2 separate regions of the Athene noctua genome follow, and region 1 is linked to region 2. A link is a contact called in public Hi-C data. All regions are on one chromosome and are shown on one strand. Each heading gives the region's core, a stretch centred on a gene start, on an enhancer-like site or on the middle of the called end of the contact. The rest is flanking DNA. Distances are from core to core; before and after follow the strand shown.

Evidence for each region. Hi-C and Micro-C count contacts between places; a contact is called where the count stands out from the background.
Region 1: a contact with region 2 is called in a Hi-C map of heart, with 2.7 times the contacts expected there. The contact joins the promoter of LOC141964680 here to the promoter of ITM2A in region 2. A contact is called at or near these places in 2 of 2 Hi-C or Micro-C datasets (heart and liver).

The regions. Positions count from the first base shown.
Region 1 is chr11:23,755,035-23,759,498 of bAthNoc1.hap1.1, reverse strand. It overlaps LOC141964680 (fibronectin type-III domain-containing protein 3a-like), which reads right to left and starts at 3,190. Exons shown (of 27, transcript XM_074915356.1): 1 at 3,113-3,190.
Region 2 is chr11:23,540,331-23,544,832 of bAthNoc1.hap1.1, reverse strand. ITM2A (integral membrane protein 2A) reads right to left here and starts at 2,798. Exons shown (of 6, transcript XM_074915159.1): 1 at 2,626-2,798. The coding sequence starts at 2,723.

The DNA of each region.
Region 1 (4,464 bases), core at 1,941-4,440, 210 kb before region 2:
CCAAGGCCAGGCACTCTCTCTTGCGAGCGGAATGCTGGAATTTTTACTGTTTGCATAGCACGTATGAAATCTTGTTTTTTGAGGACTCACCAAACCTTTCCTAAAAATAAACATAAAAGATGAAACATTGTTGGCATGGGTGTGACAACCCACACAAGTCAACAAACACGATGCAAATGCTAGCCTCCAAAAAAACCCAAACAAAAGACGGTTAAAAGTGCCATATAGAACATTTATAGTCATCTTTGTTGCAAATTCGGTTTCAGTACAACATCAAAGAAAGATGCAGTTTGTGATCAAGGGTTGTGGCAGGAAACGCATTCGTGCAGACAAAGTTATCTTTATTCTCTTTAAAGGTGTGTACGCTAGGAGTTATTGTTTTAAACTATTCTAACATCCCAATTCCTCAAAACCACTGGCAAGTAAAAACACCGTAGTAAAATTAAATACCAAATTTTAAAAAAGCTATCCTAATATAATAGGAACAGCCCGCAGCACGTATCTGTGCAGATACAAAGCCCAAGAAGTTGAAATTATTCCATTTCATTGTCGAAGTGCTGCTTAACTGCAGTTAAGGCCAAGTTTTTCAAAAACTTGCTGCAACAATAGTGAGCCTAGAACCAAGAGAACAACTTGTAATAGCTTGCTCCAGGAGACATTTAAGACAGTCAATACAAGTCCTGTTTATTCACAGACTGCTTGCTGTATTAAGAATCACAAACTAAGATCCAGGATACCAATGAACACGAAGTAGACTGCTTTCAAGTCAGCTTTATAGAATATTAGATTTATTTGATCCTAGCTAAGAACAAATTATTCCCAGATAACAACAGCATTCCAAAACTTTCAGAGAGTTGGAACACAGTAAGGTAAAAAGACCTAAAAGAGAGGACAGCGTAATAGCTGGCTGTTTTTCAACATGCATGATTACACACACAGAGCCTTGAGAAAGTCAACATCTCTCCTATTTTACCACCTTATCCTTTTTCACAGACAAATTACAAAAAAACAAGGAAAGGAATGCAAGTGTGGGAAGCAACTCGGGTTTTGCTTCTTAGCTCACAAAGATACTAAACAAAACACCAAGTGCTTTCTTCCACACTGGATATTAACTCCAAGGTCAATTTATTGGCTTAAAATACAGAGAGGATGCTTCCCTGGTTAAAATGCTAATCTGAGTCTCAGGAAATCTAGATTCAATTCCCTGCCTCACCACATACTTCCTGTGTGACCTTGGGCCATAAATATTTCGGTGCCTCAGTCTTTCCATCTGTGACTGAGATAGTATTTCCCTATTGAATCAAGTGTCATAAAGATAAATACATTAGAAGAACATTAGGAATCACAGATCACAGGCACTGGTCTAATTGAAGAACTTATCTGCAGCAGTACCGTGTGTCAATATTCACAATTAGGCATCAGGTAAAGCAAGGAAGGACGGCCAGTGGTAAAAACCCGGCTTCCACAGGACAGAAACGAGGTAAATTAGATGAAGACGAGGACAGAGACGAGGCAAATTAGATGAAGACTGGATAGAAATCGAAACCTCAAATTATAAAAATCAATTCGCTTTACAGCCAACGTCCACCGTTCCAACGAGAGGTCCGAGTAGCAAGTTTTAGACAGAAAGAAAACTCAGAAACCAGCTGAGAGCAAGCTGCTGAAGGAAGCAAATACACCTGCCAGCAAGCATTATTACCCTGTTTCCTGAGGTGACTGCCATGTGCCGCGCACCAAGAGCTTCAAGAAGAGGCAGCAGGGGGGCTGCTGAGGCTGGGGGGCCACGAAACCCCGGAGACTCGTGTCGTCGTCGTGTTTCCCCCCCCCCAGCCCTCCCTAGGAAAGGCACCCGCACGTTGCTTGAAGTCAAGAGCCTTTTGTAAGAGGCAGTAAAATAGGATTGCGCTGAAAAGCAGCCACAGTAGGGTCCCCACCTTTGCTGCTGCCCCCAAGGCAGAGGGGGACAAAGCAGGATGGGGGAGGGTAAGAGCTGGTCACCACCCAAACAGTGGATGACAGGACTGACCTCCCCCTGCCCCGACCCCAGGAGGAGCTGGGGGAGGTGTCTGGTACTCGAGCTGCTGATCAGCCAAGGGGAACAACCAGAAGGCTACGTGGCATTTGCAGGCAGCAGCTCCGGCTGCCGAGGAGGGAGAAAGGGAGGGGGGGGGGGCGGCAAGGGGGAAGCTGGGGGACACACACACACACGACTTCAGATCCTCCTCCCCCCCCCCTCCTCAACGAAAAAGGGGGGGGGGGGGGGGGGGGGAAGAGAGAGACGGAGAATTTGTGCGCTAAGGAAAGGAGCAGGAACGGGCGGAGGGAAGGGAGAGTCTGGGGAGACCGCTGGCACGAACCCCACCCGCGGGGGCGCAGCGGGGCTCGCTGAAACCCAAGCGAGACCCCCCCGCCCTGCGAGGGGAACCGCCGCAGCCCCGGCCCCCTCCGTCTCCTCAGCCCACCCCCCCCACCAGCGGGGCTGCCCCGTTAGGACCTCACCCCCCCCCCCCCCCGCCAGCCCCAGCACCCCAACTCCCCCGGTTCTCCCGGGGCAGATCCCCCGCGCCCACCCCTGCAGCCCCCCCCCGCACCCCAACAGCCCATCCTCTCCCACACGCCGCGCTGCCCCCACCTGCCCCCTGCGCCACGTCCACCCCCAAACCTGCTCACACCCCGGGCTCCCCCCTCCCAACACCCGGGGTCCCCCCGTCCCCCCACACGGCGGGCACCCCGCTGCCCCCCGCCCCGTCCCACACAGCGGGTCTCCCACTACCCCCCCCCCTCCCTCCCCCCCCCCCGTTTTCTCCCGGCCGTCGTCCCGCCACAGACGGGCCGGCACCCCCCCGCCTCCCTCCTCCTCCCCGGCCTCGGCGGGGCTCCGCTCCCCACCGCGGGGCTCCGCTCCGCGCCCCGCCGCCGGCGGGTCGAGCCGGCCGCCAGCTCCTGGCACTGCCCACCGCGCCTTGGGTGGGGAGCGCCGCTCTCCCCGGCCCGGCCCCGCCGCCCGCCGCCCTCCTCCCTCCCCCGCGCGGGAAACCGAGGGCAAAGGGAGCCCAGGGGAACGTGTGTGTCCCCCCACCCCGGTCCCGGTCCTCGGCGCGGCAGCACTGACCGTCCGCGGCGCCGCAGCCCCCGCCTCAAGCCCGGCGCTGCCGACCGCCAACCGACCGCTCCGCCATGATGGAATGCGGGCACTGCGCCTGCGCCGCCGGCCGGGGGCGGGCGGGCGCGCCAACCACAGCCCGGCCCGATCTTCGTCTTCCAACCACCCGCTCCCGCGAAAAGAGGCGCGGGGGGGCGAGCGGGGGAACCCGCAGGTGGCTGGAAGGCCCCGGCCGGGCGGGAGCTCCGGCCCGCGGGTGCCTGAGGGGGGAGGCAGGGCTGGGGGTGAGGGGGGAGACGAAGCTCTTCATGGCAGAGGTGGCACTGAGTGGAGACGAAGGTGCGACGGTGGCCGGCTGGCATCCACCATCCCGCCATGAGGGAGGCCTGGGCTGCGTCCGCTGAGGCGCCGCCGGGCCCTGCACCCCAGGCGGGCCCCGTCCCCCTGTCCCCGTCCCTCGGAGTTGGTGGCACCTGATGGCCCGTGTCCAGCCTGAGCGCCGCCCGGCGCCAGATGGCACAGCCCGCGCCGCTGCCTGTGCTCCGACTCTGGCCGGGAGCTCTTCGGCCTCCATCCCCCCGTCGTCGTGCCAAACCCAGGACAAGTGTGGTGATTTACACATTTTATAGCTTTCATTTCCCCCCGCCACGACTTAGGGGGATAGGTGGGTCACAGCACGTGCAGAGACCAAAGACTTGAACTCTAATACTGTGTAATAATATAAAAATCATTAATGCTGACGTCTATGAGAAGGGAGGGTGTTACGCCAAGTGGCCGAAGCAAAGAGGAAGGCAAGATTTCCTTACTGGCTTGTCAAAATGAGGAGCCAGGTATCACAGAACCATCCAGGTTGGAAAAGCCCAACCATGACCCTCACCCTGACCTTTCCCAAGCCCACCAGATCCCTCAGCGCTGGCTCAGCCCGACCTGATGTGCTGCTCCGTTCCTCACCTCCGCTCTTACCCATCGTCGGAGCATCCTGAACCCTTGGGGATGCCAAGCCCTGCTCCAAAAAGGATCAAGGGTAGGGGCTGAAAAAAACACAGCACAGGCTGAAGACACCCTCTAGCACATCCATTTTCTCTGGCAATTAATGCAGCAGTAAATTCTGCGCTCTTCAGCTTACTTCCACTGGACGGTTTGCACCGATCCGTTCCCATTTAACGTGTTTCAAGCAAGTCTGAGGCACGTTTTTTAAAGCGGTGATTTAAGGGATATTTTGCACGCACCATGGAAGTCAGCTTCTGTGTGGATGCAAAATAAATGTGACAGCTGTGCTGATATACAAGCTCCATGGAAATTGTGGATCACAGCAGTTTAGAAGAAAAAGGTCAAACTGGACATTTTTATGCAAGCTATAT
Region 2 (4,502 bases), core at 1,549-4,048:
AAACAAGCTGTTTTGCGAAAGTCAATACTCCTACATTCCACTCTCGCATCCTCCAAACAGAAAAATGTTGGTTCAGCAAGACATAAGCTGCTACAACTGGCTAGTCAAGCATTTGTTAAAAAAAAAATCCCAAACCAAACCACCTAGTTTCAAGTCAGAATTATATGCCACGTTTATATGCCATTAGGTGAAAATCACCTTTCAGAGTTAACTGGCTTTGAAGACCATAACTAATTCTGTTCTCTTCATATTCTGCCATCTACATCTACACCTTTCATAAATTACTCATCACAGTTTAGACTTAATCCGAAATTCAGTGGTTTGAGCCCTTTCACTCACCTAGCTTATCATTACTGAAACACAACAGTCTGCAGCAGGTTTTGGCACTACAGACGTCCTCCTAGTGCTTGGATGATGTCGACATGTAACTAGCTACGCTTGCACTACACATATTTCAAACAAATCAAAGATATTTATCATATCAAGAAGCCATGTAGGCAGCCTGAATCCGAGAAGAGCTGCTAAGAGAACAAAATATCAAGATTTTGCTCCTGTAGGTTACAGAGCCTCTGCAAAAAATAATAAAAAGTCATAAAAACAACCTGCAAGGAAAATGCAGTAACAAGCAAACCAAACTAGGAGAGGAGAAGAAAAATCACTTGTGCTAACATCTGCAGCTAGCTGAAGAGACACTGTTGACACAGTCAGCTCCAAAGAATCTGCAGGGAGAATATCCTGCAAGCTCAAGTGTCTTGTGCAGATATTTTAGGGGACTTTATTGTGTTGTTTCAGCCAACATTAACCATTAGGCTTGTTTGCTCTGCACAAATATTCCAGCAAAAGGAGACATTAACAACCACTAGAACAAGTTTGCCTTGGAGTAAAATTATGAACTTGATGTTTACACGCAATTCTAAGCCCTGAAGTCAGAGTGAAGTGGTGTTAAAAACCCACGTACACACGTGCAAACACAGGGAATATCGTGCAAACACAGGGAATATCGTGCAAACACAGGGAATATCGTGCAAACACAGGGAATATCGTGCAAACACAGGGAATATCGTGCAAACACAGGGAATATCGTGCAAACACAGGGAATATCGTGACAGGTATAACTAAACGGGGTGTGTTGCTGCTAAATTGAGAAGAGCCGCTATCACGAGAGGAGAAGAAAGGGTGTAAGCGTGTATGAGAACTATTATGCTCAGAACTGGCATGGTACAGGGCCATTTAAAATATGAATAACAAGCTGCCTCAGGAGTAGGTGTCGAGATTGTCCTACAAGGAACAGGCCAGGTTAATGACATTTTCAAAATTTAAATTAGTCATTTATTCACACCGTTTCACTACTTTCTCCCCCTCCTTTGGATCTAGTAGTTCAGTGCTACTGTATTAACTATGCACACATACAACTACAGCTCAGAAGAGCCCACTGAGCAGTAACACCACTCTGCACCACTTCAACTTTTAAAGGAAGGCTGTTTCAGGGGAGGCAGAGGCTCTGCAGGCTGGAAGGCAAGCTGCTTTCCTGATTACAGCTTCAAAGGGGGAAAAAAAAAAGGCACTAGAGTCCAAGTCCACAGGTGTTTTTGTTTTGTTAATAGTCCCACTCCCTGATTACAAATAAACTCGGTCCATCCCATATTCCTCCTCTAGAGCTACTGATTTATCTACCTAGATCTTCATCTGACTAAAAAACATCAGCAGGTAAGCAGGACATCTTCAAAATAAAGTTTCCCACAGATTTGGAAAGTTCGATTTAAGTCAGCGACACGGCACCTCGTTAGGAAGGAAAAGCCAACCACAGAGTACTTGCCTGGGTTTCTATTTAAAACCCTTTATGGCAAGCTTCTTAAATTAAGCTAGACATAACAGAAGCGCAGACACCTCACCACAGCGCTGCTCTCCAACTCGCTGCCTACGATGGTTTCGGAGCAGCAGCGAGCGGGGGATGAGCCCTAACCCACTTTGTTCGCCTGGAAGACGCCGCTGCCAGCCTGCTCTCTCCTGGGGGGACCATCCTGCCGCCGAGGGCACGGCGCGTTCCCCGCGCCCTTCCCCGGGCTGGCCGGGACGGAGCCGAGCCCCGGGGAGCTCGCCAGGGCGCAGGACTCCCCCGCCTGCGAGCTACGGAGGTTTAAAACCCCGTCAGGAAGCACGGCCCTGGCGCGGGCCCAGCTGCGAGATAAACAACCGGGCCTGCCCGCGGCGTGCGGGCCCGAAGCTATCCCCGGTATGTCACGCCAGCCCGCAGCTCGGCACCGCCCGGGGCCTCCCCAGCGGCAGCCGGGCTGGCGCAACGGCTGCGGGGAGGGAACCGCAAACCGCTGCAGCGGCGCGGCCGGGCCCTCCCAGCCCCGCACCGCCCTGAGGGGAGCGACACCCCCGCAAACCCCCGCTCCCCGGGGCAACCCGCAGGGCGATCGCCCCCGCGCTGGAAGGCTGCCCCAGCGGCGGAGGGAGCGGTGCGGCGGCCGCCAGGCACGCCGCAGGCCCGGGGGGTGCCCGCCGCCTTCCCCCGGCCCGCAGCCGCGGCGAGAAGATGGCGGCGGCTTCCACCTCCTCCTGCCCCCGCCGCCGTCCCCTCGGCCCCGCTCCGCCCGCCGCAGCCCGGCAGCGAGAGACCCCGCTCCGCGCACCTTGTCGGCCACCAGCGCCTCGGCCGCCTCCTTCTTGGGCTCGTCCTTCTGGGCGAAGGGCGAGTTGAAGGCGATCTTCACCATCTTGCCGCTCCTGCGCACCGCCGCCTCCCCGCTGAGGAGCCTCGGACCGGCGGGGCGGGGCCACCCGGCGCGGGCCACGCCCCGCCCCGCGCTGGGGGCGGCCTCCGCCGAGCCCCGCCCCTCCGCGGGCGGGGCGGGAGGAGGGAGGGGCGCCCCCTGCCGGCCGGGCGGCTCACCCGCCGCGCTCAGCCCGCCGGAGGGAAGGGCGCGATGGCGGCTGCGCTGGGGACACGGGGAGGGGGGTCCCCGCTTCCCACCTCGGCCCTGCGAACCTCCTGCATCCCCTCAGAAAGTGATGCTGGATAAGAGGTTTAATGATGCCCAGACACCATTACAAGGGCAAAGCCCTTGGCCCCAAAAGGGAGGGGTGTCATAAACAGAATCCCAGAACCATCCGGGTTGGAAAAGCCCTTGCAGCTCCTCCAGCCCAACCATGACCCTCCCCCTGACCGTTCCCAACTCCCCCAGATCCCTCAGCGCTGGCTCAGCCCGACTCTTCAACCCCTCCAGGGATCCCGGGGACTCCCCCCTGCCCTGGGCAGCCCATTCCAACGCCCAACAGCCCCTTCTGCACAGAAATCCTTCCTCAGAGCCAGCCTGACCCTGCCCTGGGCAGCTTGAGGCCATTCCCTCGGGGCCTGGCGCTGGGGCCTTGGCTCCAGAGACTCATCCCCCCTCTCTGCCCCCTCCTGGCAGGGAGTTGCAGAGGGCCAGGAGGTCTCCCCTCAGCCTCCTCTTCTCCAGACTGAACCCCCCCAGTTCCCCCAGCCGCTCCCCAGCAGACCTGTGCTCCAGACCCTGCCCCAGCTCCGTTGCCCTTCTCTGGCCACGCTCGAGTCATTCAATGGCCTTTTTGGGGTGAGGGGCCCAACACTGAACCCACTCCCCGAGGGGCGGCCTCCCCAGTGCCGAGCCCAGGGCTCAGATCCCTTCCCTGTCCCTGCTGGCCACGCCAGTGCTGACACAAGCCAGGATGCCGTTGCCCTCCTTGGCCCCCTGGGCACACTCTGGCTCATTCTCAACCCCCCCAGTCCCTCTCTGACCGGGAGCTCTCCAGCCGCTCCTCCCCACGCCTGTAGCCCTGCTGGGGGTTGTTGTGGCCCAATTGCAGAAACGCCACGGAGGAACCAAAACTTCCTTTTCTCCTCCCGGTGGTGCGGAGGACGGCACCCTGCAAGAAGCCGTGTGGTGCTTTGAGCAGTTTGGTGTGGGGTCGGCTGGGCGAGGGCACTGCTGCCTGACCTCGGCGCTGGGGCCGAGCCCGCCACGCCAGCCCCTGGCACAGGCCTTGTTGGAGCAGCCTTAATTCTCCTGGAGCTTTCTAGAACCCCCGCGGCTGTTGCTGTAGGGGCTGTGCAGCTCCGTGGCTGCACGGGGAGCTTCACGGGCAACAGCAGGGTTCAAACTCCTGCCTGAAAAGACCTAAAACCAGCCCGAAATCTGGGCGAGGCTGACTGTGGCGGTGAGGGGACAGCAGTGAGCAGCAGCCCGAGCGTCCATTGCAACGTTTCTCGAGCCTGTCTCCACAGCAATCATTTTCTTTCCTTTTAACTTCACGCACTGTTCGTGCAGACAATCACACATAACCTCTAATACTTCGTATTTTACACTGGGAGTGCATCACTGGTGTAAAGGAGGCGTCTCTGGGCCACATCCAGCATGGCACAGGGATGGGGATATTTTTAGTCAAGCTGCCTCCCTTCCCTTGTGAAATACAGCCTAAGGGATCTTCAGCAGCCAAGGAGACAGGCAATACATCTCCATTCATTTAATGTCTCC